Linked DNA regions of Mus musculus: all the other regions are linked to region 3. A link is a contact called in public HiChIP or PLAC-seq data. All regions are on one chromosome and are shown on one strand. Each heading gives the region's core, a stretch centred on a gene start, on an enhancer-like site or on the middle of the called end of the contact. The rest is flanking DNA. Distances are from core to core; before and after follow the strand shown.

Region 1 (2,700 bases), core at 39-2,538, 490 kb after region 3:
CCGCAGCATCTCTCCTGGTCTTCTCGCAATTAGTTGGTGGATGTGCGCAATCCTAGGAAACAAGGGGTTTGTTTTTCTGTGTTCAGTGGCTCCTGTCTATGGCTCCCATCGGCCCTGTCAGTGTTTGCAGGAATAACCAGAGTTCTAGACTTAGGCTTTGATGGGGCTTAACAGGGCTTTTCAGACCACCAAGAGGCTCACATTTGGGTGCAGGGCTGTTTCCAAGGGGGCAGACACAAATGGAAGATTTTTAAAGACAGAGAAACACAGGCAGTGACTCAGAAATGCAGCAAGCAGGATCCTGACATGGGGGACTGTCATCTTTATGAAGTCTTTTTTCTGAAACATCAGGCAGGCTGGAGCCGAGGGGTCTGTACCAGCTGTGACCTTGGGCGCCCCCACAGGACATTTGCCCTTAAATCTGGAGACATTTTAGGTTTCTCACTCTTGCTGGGGTGGATGGGGGTTGGGAGTGCTATTAGCATCTAATGGGAAGCCAGGCCAAGGACACTGCTAAGCATCTCACTAGCCCAGCAACGGTCTCTACAATTAAGAATGATCTCACCTAAATGGTCAGTGGCTCTCTGTATAGAAATCCAGCCCTAGCCCAATTCTGAGATAAAAATCAAAATTATGCAGGAACTGATAGCTACCTTGGAGCATTGGAAATATCTTCTCCACATTTCCTAAGGGCTGGGAGGATGCTGGGTGTATCCTGTGTCCGTCACTAGTCAGGTAGCTGGCACAGATGGACCCTCCCTGAGTCTCCCTGATTTCTATGCTACAAAGCACACACACAATTTCAGAGGGGAAATGCACGAGAGAGAGAGAGAGAGAGAGAGAGAGAGAGAGAGAGAGAGAGAGAGAGAGAGAGAGAGAGAGAAAGAGCTCAGAGAGCTTCCCAGGATAATGTTACTCCGTATTCCTATAGGCACTCACCCTCACCTTTTCGGTGCACACATTTTCCAGATAGCTGTTCCTGACAGCTAGTTAGTGAGGGGCCTGGGTCAGAATCGATAAGTCCTAAAGCCCTTTTTCATTTTTGCAAAATGAAAACAGCTCTTCTTTTTCTGATTATAAAAATGATACATGCACATTCTTTCTTTAAAAATTCCAACCGTACAGGAAACCATGAGAAAGAGACATGAAAAGAAATCTTCCTTACAGCAGGAGATAAACAAGTGGAGACATCTTGGTACTTATCTTGCTAGCTCTCTCTCTCTGTGTGGTGTGGGCTTGTATTTATTCTCCTGAAATCCTGGGTTGCCTGTGGGGCCAGAGGGGTCGGGAGGGGGTGGGGTGGTGACTCTGTTCTCAACAGTTGATGTGCCATGGCTGAGTAGTCCTTTAGGGTGTTTGTCCAGTCCTTTGCAAGATATTGAACAGTCTCCTTAACTCCTCCAGGGAACCAGGCTCAACTGTGACAACTAAAAGCTGTCTCTAGATATTGCCACACGTTCTTTGGGAAGAGCAAAATTACCCCAGAACCAGAAAAAGGTCTAAGTTCCAAGTTGTTGTTGTTGGGGTTATTTCGTTGTTGTTTTGTTTTGTTTTTTTCCTTTCTTCTTTTCAATTCTTTCAGACAGATGGAAGAGGCTAGCCTCAAACTCTGAATTTTGCCTGCATCTGCTTCCTAAGTGCTGGAATTAAGGGTGTGTGTATGCCTGCAAGTGCGTGCCCCACCATGCCCCCACTACCCTTTGCATTTCAATATGGAAGATTAGCCAAGAGCTTTAAGTACATTGTCTTTCCTCAGCCTCAGTTTCCAGCCCTACAAAGGGGGAAGGAGACTGATCAAAGAATGCCTGCCTGTACAATAGACTGCTGATAGCATCCCAGGATGCTTTGTGGGGGTGGGGGCAGGGGTGGGGAAGGGAAGGGAGGAGAAAGCCTTAGGGTGTTTCAACCTTTCAGCCCAGGTCAGTGAGGAGTGCTGGGCTGTTTGAGGTTTGGTTTTAATTGAATTCTTTGGGAAACAGAAGTAAAGAAAGTCTGCTTTAATCCTGTAGGCTAAGATTGGGATGGAGGTAGAGGGGGAGATTGTTTGTTTGTTTGTTTTTTGTTTTGTTTTTATTCCATATAAACCTTGCCATCTTTTGAGCTTCAGATATTTTAGAACAGGGGTGAAAAAAAAAAGAGAGACAAATTCGTGAGACCTGTTGGAGAGCTGAAAAACAACAGGGGATGGGAGAGGTGAGTCACAGGCTGATTTTATTGGATTTTCACGAAGGAAGCCAAGTTTTTCAACTGCTGCTGGAAAAAGAGGGGCCCTGGAAGCCTCTCTTTCTGGCCCCTTTCGCAGCCTGCCCCCATCTCCACACATACCCCATTGCACCCTTGGGTGGCTCTGGGAAGCTTTCTGACCTAACAGTTGTGTTGGGTAGTGGTGGTGGTGGCGGCGTGCGTGTGTGTGTGTGTGTGTGTGTGTGTGTGTTTTCCATGAGAAGAAACAATCCCTTCCCTGGTCCCAAAGGACAAACCTAGAGAGTGACCCCTCAGCAGGCCATAGCCCCATTTCCTTGTCCATGGCATAATGATGCCCTAATCCTCCTAAGATGTCAGAGTCCCCCTTGACCCATGTTCCCCAGGGACCTACAAGCCCTGAAAGTCTGTCTCTTCCCCTGCCCCTCACTTTCCCTCTGCCCCGGAGGGCCTAGGGCTCCCTGAGGTCTCTGCTCCCTTTGCTGATGCCACCTACAC
Region 2 (2,741 bases), core at 146-2,645, 310 kb after region 3:
GTTGTCTCTAAGTTTAGGAACCTTTCCCACTTGGGCACAACATTGTAGTGCCCAAGTGTAGATGCCTGACCACTCTTTATTGCCCACAGTAAGGCCAGCAAGGCCTAGCGCCCAAGCTTTTTTTATTATTATTTTTTTCTTTTTTCCCTGGCCTGGTTGTTTTTCGGATACTTTTTTTTTTCTCACAGTTTAAAGAAAAAAAATAAAAAAATAAAAAGGTAAGGCCATCTCAGCAGCGCCAGGCGCCTGCAGTGGAGCGTGCCTGGCCTGCAGAGGCAGACTTCTTCCACTTTTCCTCCGCCCCCGCGCAGGACTAGGCTCTGCAAGAGCCACGTTTCCACATTTCTGCCTGCCTGACAATCCTACTAGAAGTTTACAATTGCCTGGACCCCAGTGGTGGTCTTCGGCTCCAGGGCCAAGGTTTTGAAGCCGTTTTTTGGGGCCAGGACGCCTGCCCCAGAGTCTGTACACTCTTAGGAAAAGGGGAAGAAGGCGCCCCGGGAACTGTCCCAGAGAGGGCGGAGCACTCCCATCCCGGGGCAGGGCAATAAGGGAGCTCCCGCTCCCGGAACGTTGCAAGCAATCTCATGAATGTCGCAGGGGGGCACCCGCGAGGAACGGACAGGAAGAGGGCCGGGGGAATGCTAGAGCCCGGGACCACTGCACGGAAGCGGCCTTGGGCAGGGTTGCAGCCTGATCCCGGGATGGAGGGTGCCGGTGAAGAGGAGTGAGGAGGCTGGGGGAGGCAGGCCGTGAGGTCCTCGTGGAGGCCCGCAGCCTCCTGGCAGTGGAGAAGCAGGCCGCACAGGAAAGAGAGGGGTCAGGTCGGGCTGAGCCTCAGTAGGCTCAGGCGACTATATGGGAGCTGTAGACGCTCCTTTGTCGTTGTGGGCTCGGCCTGTTTGGAGCAGGCCTTTTGTGAGGAGAGTTAACCCAAACTCGGAGTTAGAGCCACATGCCGGGCACGCAGGCGCTCTGAGTTAGGGTTAGGGCGCCAGCACCTTTGGGGAGGTCTTAGGAAGTGAGTGGGTAGGGGTCTCTCCCATCCCCGAGCCGGATTGGCGCGTCAGGCGCTTGTGGATCCGAGCTGGGATTGGGGAGGGGTCTCCAGGACGTTTGATTTCGACGCTAGGATTGGGGGGATTCGAGTGCTTTGAGATCCGAGCCAGCCTTGGGGTAGGGGGAGTCAGGCAGTTGGAAAAGGCGAGGTGGTTATTTGGGGAGGGGTCTCCGCGCTTAGGCGGATTGCAAAATCGCGCCGTGAAAAGCCTAAGGCTTTGTCAAGAGAGATTTCTGTGCAAGAGTGGAATCAGCTAGGCCAGACCAAGAGAGAAAGTGAACAAATCAGGACTACAAGGGGGGGTGGGAGACCCTGAGAGGGGGGGTCACAAAGGGGGAGACAATGGCCACCAGGCGTTTAACCGACGCTTTCTTGTTGTTGCGGAATAATTCCATCCAAACCCGGCAGCTGTTAGCCGAGCAAGTGAGTAGTCACACCACCTCCAGCCCTCTGCATTCACGTAGCATTGCTGCGGTGAGTCTTCCTGGCGGCCTCTCCAGACACACACACCGTGTGCACTGCGGCTCTGCCTGTCTGTCTGTCTCTTGTCTGTCTCTCTGTCTAAAAAGAAAAAAAAAAAAGAAAAAAAGAACAACAACAATAACAAGGCGACGACGACTAGGAGTGTGATACAGAAGGAAGTGGAGCACGGCCATGGCTTATGGGGCACTTGCAACCCCCAATGGGGACCACAGTATCAACCCCTGCCCTGCCTTCTCACTTCCTGGGCCTCCTGGTCCTCCTCCCCCACCATCCGTCGGGCAGCCTCGATTTACATATGTTTTAACACGAGGACTTGGAACCTAGGCCTTTCTCCAACCTTCTTTTTGTTTTGTTCTGTTCTGTTTGGCACTCCCCCCCCCCCCCCCTGCAATGGCCTCACTTTGGTTCTGTGGGCCAGGTGGGTGGTTAGCTGACTCAAATCCTTGCAGACCCCCCCCCCCCAGGAAGGAGTGTGTGTGTGTGTGTGTGTGTGTGTGTGTGTGTGTGTGGTCTGCTCAGCTCAGCTCATTTTCTTTCCCACTATTTTTCTTCCAATGGCCCTAGTTCTCGGTGTGGCCATGTACACTAGGAGTAATTGCTTTGCTGCCCCCCCCCCCCGCCCTCCCCCCTCCGAGGACTCATGTTGGTGAGATTGCAAGGTGCTAGGCGCTTCATTTTCCATTTCCCACACAGGAAATTAAGCTTCTCCATTCGAACTTTTTTTTAAAAAAACAAAACAAAACAAAAAAAGGAACCAACATGATGCGGATGTGAAAATTAATCCCCCAAAATAGCACATGGCTTTTGATTTTATTGACCAGAACTTCACTTCGCCTAGCAGTGTAGGGTTTTGTTATTGTTGTTGTTCTTTTTCAAAGCAATGTTCCAGTATGATTGCTGTATTTGGTTTGTTTTTGATGGAGGCTTTGGCTTCCAGAGCCTCAGTTTCCTGCTCTCTCAGATAGGGGGCGGGTCTGAATGGTGCAGCCAGATGAATATTGTTAGCTTTGTAATAATACCTTTAATTGAAAAGGGAAGGTTTGAATGGAAGCAGCCTTGAAACATGGGGGAATGCACGGTCACCCCACGACCTTAGGGGCTGCATTTGAAACATAGTTCGTGAAACGCTGCAGCTTTCCCGCCTTTTAAACAGTTGCCTTTTAATTTTTTCCTTTTATCATTTATGGAAGTGCTAATG
Region 3 (2,766 bases), core at 31-2,530:
TGTGGGAATGAATGTAAGCCTGGACTCAGCCAGGCAGGAACCCCTCCTAGCCTTTTATCTCCTCCTATCTAGGAAGGAGAAACTTCTCATGGGACAGACTGCAGAAGGCAGGCCTGATATCCTTTGATACACAGTAGCAGGAGCTGTGGGGCAGACCTTTGGGTTTGTGTGTGTGTGTGTGTGTGTGTGTGTGTGTGCGTGCGTGCGTGTGCCTGTGTGTGTGTGTGTGTGTGTGTGCGTGTGTGCGTGCCTGTGTGTGTGTGCGTGCGTGCGTGTGCCTGTGTGTGTGTGTGTGTGCGTGTGTGCGTGCCTGTGTGTGTGTGCGTGTGTGCGTGCCTGTGTGTGTGTGTGTGTGTGTGTGTGCGCGCGTGCCTGTGTGTGTGTGTGTGTGTGTGTGTGCGTGCCTGTGTGTGTGTGCATGCGTGCCTGTGTGTGTGTGTGTGTGTGTGTGTGCGCGCGCGTGCCTGTGTGTGTGTGTGTGTGTGTGCGTGCCTCTGTGTGTGTGTGCGTGCCTATGTGTGTGTGTGCGTGTGTGTGTGTGTGTGTGTGTGCGCACGCGTACGTGTGTGCGTGCCTGTGTGTGTGTGTGTGCGCGCGCGTGCGCGTGTGTGCGTGCCTGTGTGTGTGTGTGTGTGTGTGTGCGCGCGTGCCTGTGTGTGTGTGTGTGTGTGTGCGTGTGTGCGTGCCTGTGTGTGTGCGTGCGTGTGTGCGTGCCTGTGTGTGTGTGTGTGCGTGTGTGCGTGCCTGTGTGTGTGTGTGTGCGTGTGTGCGTGCCTGTGTGTGTGTGTGCGTGTGTGCGTGCCTGTGTGTGTGCGTGCGTGTGTGCGTGCCTGTGTGTGTGTGTGTGCGTGTGTGCGTGCCTGTGTGTGCGTGTGTGCGTGCCTGTGTGTGTGTGTGCGTGTGTGCGTGCCTGTGTGTGTGCGCGCGTGTGCATGCATTTGTGGACTAAGGAAACTGGGTTCTATTTCAGGTTTTTCTGTTTTTTATTTTGCTGTTGTTGTTGTTTTAATCAGAAAAATAGACAGCAGAATAATGCCCTCCTCCCACAGCAGCGCCTGCTTCTTCGGATGGAGTGGGGTAATGGCAGTCTGAAGAGCAGGAGCCTAGGTTCTGGTTGGAGATGCAAGGCCCACACTGACTCTGAGGTGCCCCCTGATTGTGAACTTAGGTTTCAGGGAAGGCCACTAGGGGCAAAGCTTATTAAAGCTGTGCAGCAGAGAGAGTATAGCAGCCCTCCTATAACTGGGCCTGGCTGAGTCATGGGGAAACAGGTCCGAGGAAGTGAATCAGAATACAAGACTCCCTCAGTACAGCGGGGTGCCTTGGGTGAGCTCCCTCTGGGTTCTGGGTGGGGGTAGGGCAGGAGTTGGAATTGCTTTTCCTGCTGTGGCAAATCCAGCTTTTATGCCGTCTCCAGAATTCTATTGGCAAAATCATATTTCAAGCCTTACCTTGATGAGCTGCGTGGGAAATGGGGTGGAGAGAAGTGAAAACCATCCTGAAATGATTTGAGTTATTCTGTTTTCTTTCTCGAAAAGATCATTTGGCAATGTTTCCTTGAGAAAAATAGGACTTTGGTGTTTCTCCCATTTTATGTCTTCAGCGAGAGCTGTGAGATAGGTGAGGGTGGCTCTGTGTGAGCGCACAATCTTTGTATCAGAAATCAGGCACCCAAGTTCCAGACCCACCTACAGCTCAGCTGGCACCTGCTGTGAGGCTGGGACAGGCCCCAGTTTTTCTGGCCTTAACTGCTGACCTGAAAGATGGGGGTTGGGGAAGTTGTACATCTCTGCTGGCCACGGCCTTCCTCAGGGTCCAGATGGGAGAGCTGGGGAGCTGTTTTCCTCCACAGTGTAAGACCTAGCGTGACAAACGACTCCGATAACCACATTGTGACCCTCCTAATGAAATATTTTCTTTCTCAGTGATGTTACAGCCTTTCGATTATGATCCCAATGAGAAAAGTAAACACAAGTTTATGGTTCAGTCTATGTTTGCTCCGCCTGACACTTCTGATATGGAGGCAGTAGTAAGTACGAACACTTCTTCTTCTCTCCAGCCCGCTAGGGCAGCCATGGCGGGTGCTGTTAGGGAGGTGTACACTCAGGCCCCTGTACCACTTTCCCAACTTTGATGAATAGCTTTAACATTTTACATGGCTGTTCTTTTCTGACTCGATGAACTGAACTTGCTTCAATTCTCTGCTCTTGTGGACCTTCTCCTCCCTCTCCTGCACCACAGCGGCGTGCTCTATCCTGAGTGGATGCTTCTGGCCTGTCTCCAGCCCTCATGCCCGGAAGGGTTTGCCTAACATTAAATGCCCCTCCCCTCCCCCCCAGTGATACTGCCCGCTGTTGCTTTCCTCTGCGGAGCGGAAGTAGCTCTGGTCAGCTTTGTTCTTCCCTCTTTACTGAGGACGGAGCTTGGGTCTTGTTCACACTAAGCATCTGCTCTGTCTCTGAACAGGCCCTGCTTCTTTGTTCTTTAATTGCCTTCATTTTTATCCCTCCTTCCTCATGTAAGTACATGTTTAACAGTGTCCCTAATTTTGGTAAAATTAAGATGCCTTCGTTTTTTATAAATAAGCAGGATTTTATGGTATTGATTTTTCCAGAAGAAGGGGCATTAGAACGGCAATTCTCCCCAAAGGTGGCTCTTACCTACTCCAGGAGACAGGACCTGGGGCCAGCACATGCGGCACTGATCCTCAATATCTGGCCAGCCCAGAGATGGCCTATCAGCAGTTGTTCTGTCTCCGAGCTCTAT

What was found. HiChIP or PLAC-seq counts read pairs in DNA pulled down with a chosen protein or histone mark.
Region 1: a contact with region 3 is called in an H3K27ac HiChIP or PLAC-seq map of embryonic stem cells, with 5 times the contacts expected there. The contact joins two enhancer-like sites. A contact is called at or near these places in 3 of 39 promoter capture datasets (3T3-L1-derived adipocytes, cranial neural crest and liver), 1 of 484 Hi-C or Micro-C datasets (the G1E-ER4 cell line) and 6 of 115 datasets of contacts at active chromatin or transcription factors (embryonic stem cells, extraembryonic endoderm stem cells and trophoblast stem cells).
Region 2: a contact with region 3 is called in an H3K4me3 HiChIP or PLAC-seq map of embryonic stem cells, with 11 read pairs. The contact joins the promoter of Stx16 here to the enhancer-like site in region 3. A contact is called at or near these places in 5 of 39 promoter capture datasets (the 3T3-L1 cell line, cancer-associated fibroblasts, cranial neural crest and 2 more), 13 of 484 Hi-C or Micro-C datasets (the G1E-ER4 cell line, the N1E-115 cell line, adipose-derived mesenchymal stem cells and 7 more), 17 of 115 datasets of contacts at active chromatin or transcription factors (the NIH/3T3 cell line, bone marrow-derived macrophages, cardiomyocytes and 14 more) and 2 of 9 other capture datasets (embryonic stem cells and pancreatic islet).

Annotation. Positions count from the first base shown.
Region 1 is chr2:174,259,788-174,262,487 of GRCm38.p6, forward strand. No RefSeq gene overlaps it. Among named protein-coding and RNA genes, the nearest start is that of Mir296, 6.0 kb to the right of the region's middle. Within about 2 kb of position 1,289, at least 22 of the 459 cell types and tissues checked have an H3K27ac peak or open chromatin away from gene starts, as enhancers often do. A contact at or near this core is called in embryonic stem cells and trophoblast stem cells, where this site is marked.
Region 2 is chr2:174,075,656-174,078,396 of GRCm38.p6, forward strand. Stx16 (syntaxin 16) reads left to right here and starts at 1,396. Exons shown (of 9, transcript NM_172675.4): 1 at 1,396-1,534. The coding sequence starts at 1,403.
Region 3 is chr2:173,769,596-173,772,361 of GRCm38.p6, forward strand. It overlaps Vapb (vesicle-associated membrane protein, associated protein B and C), which reads left to right. Exons shown (of 6, transcript NM_019806.5): 3 at 1,926-2,029. Among named protein-coding and RNA genes, the nearest start is that of Vapb, 33 kb to the left of the region's middle. Within about 2 kb of position 1,281, at least 80 of the 459 cell types and tissues checked have an H3K27ac peak or open chromatin away from gene starts, as enhancers often do. A contact at or near this core is called in the N1E-115 cell line, adipose-derived mesenchymal stem cells, bone marrow-derived macrophages and 7 more, where this site is marked.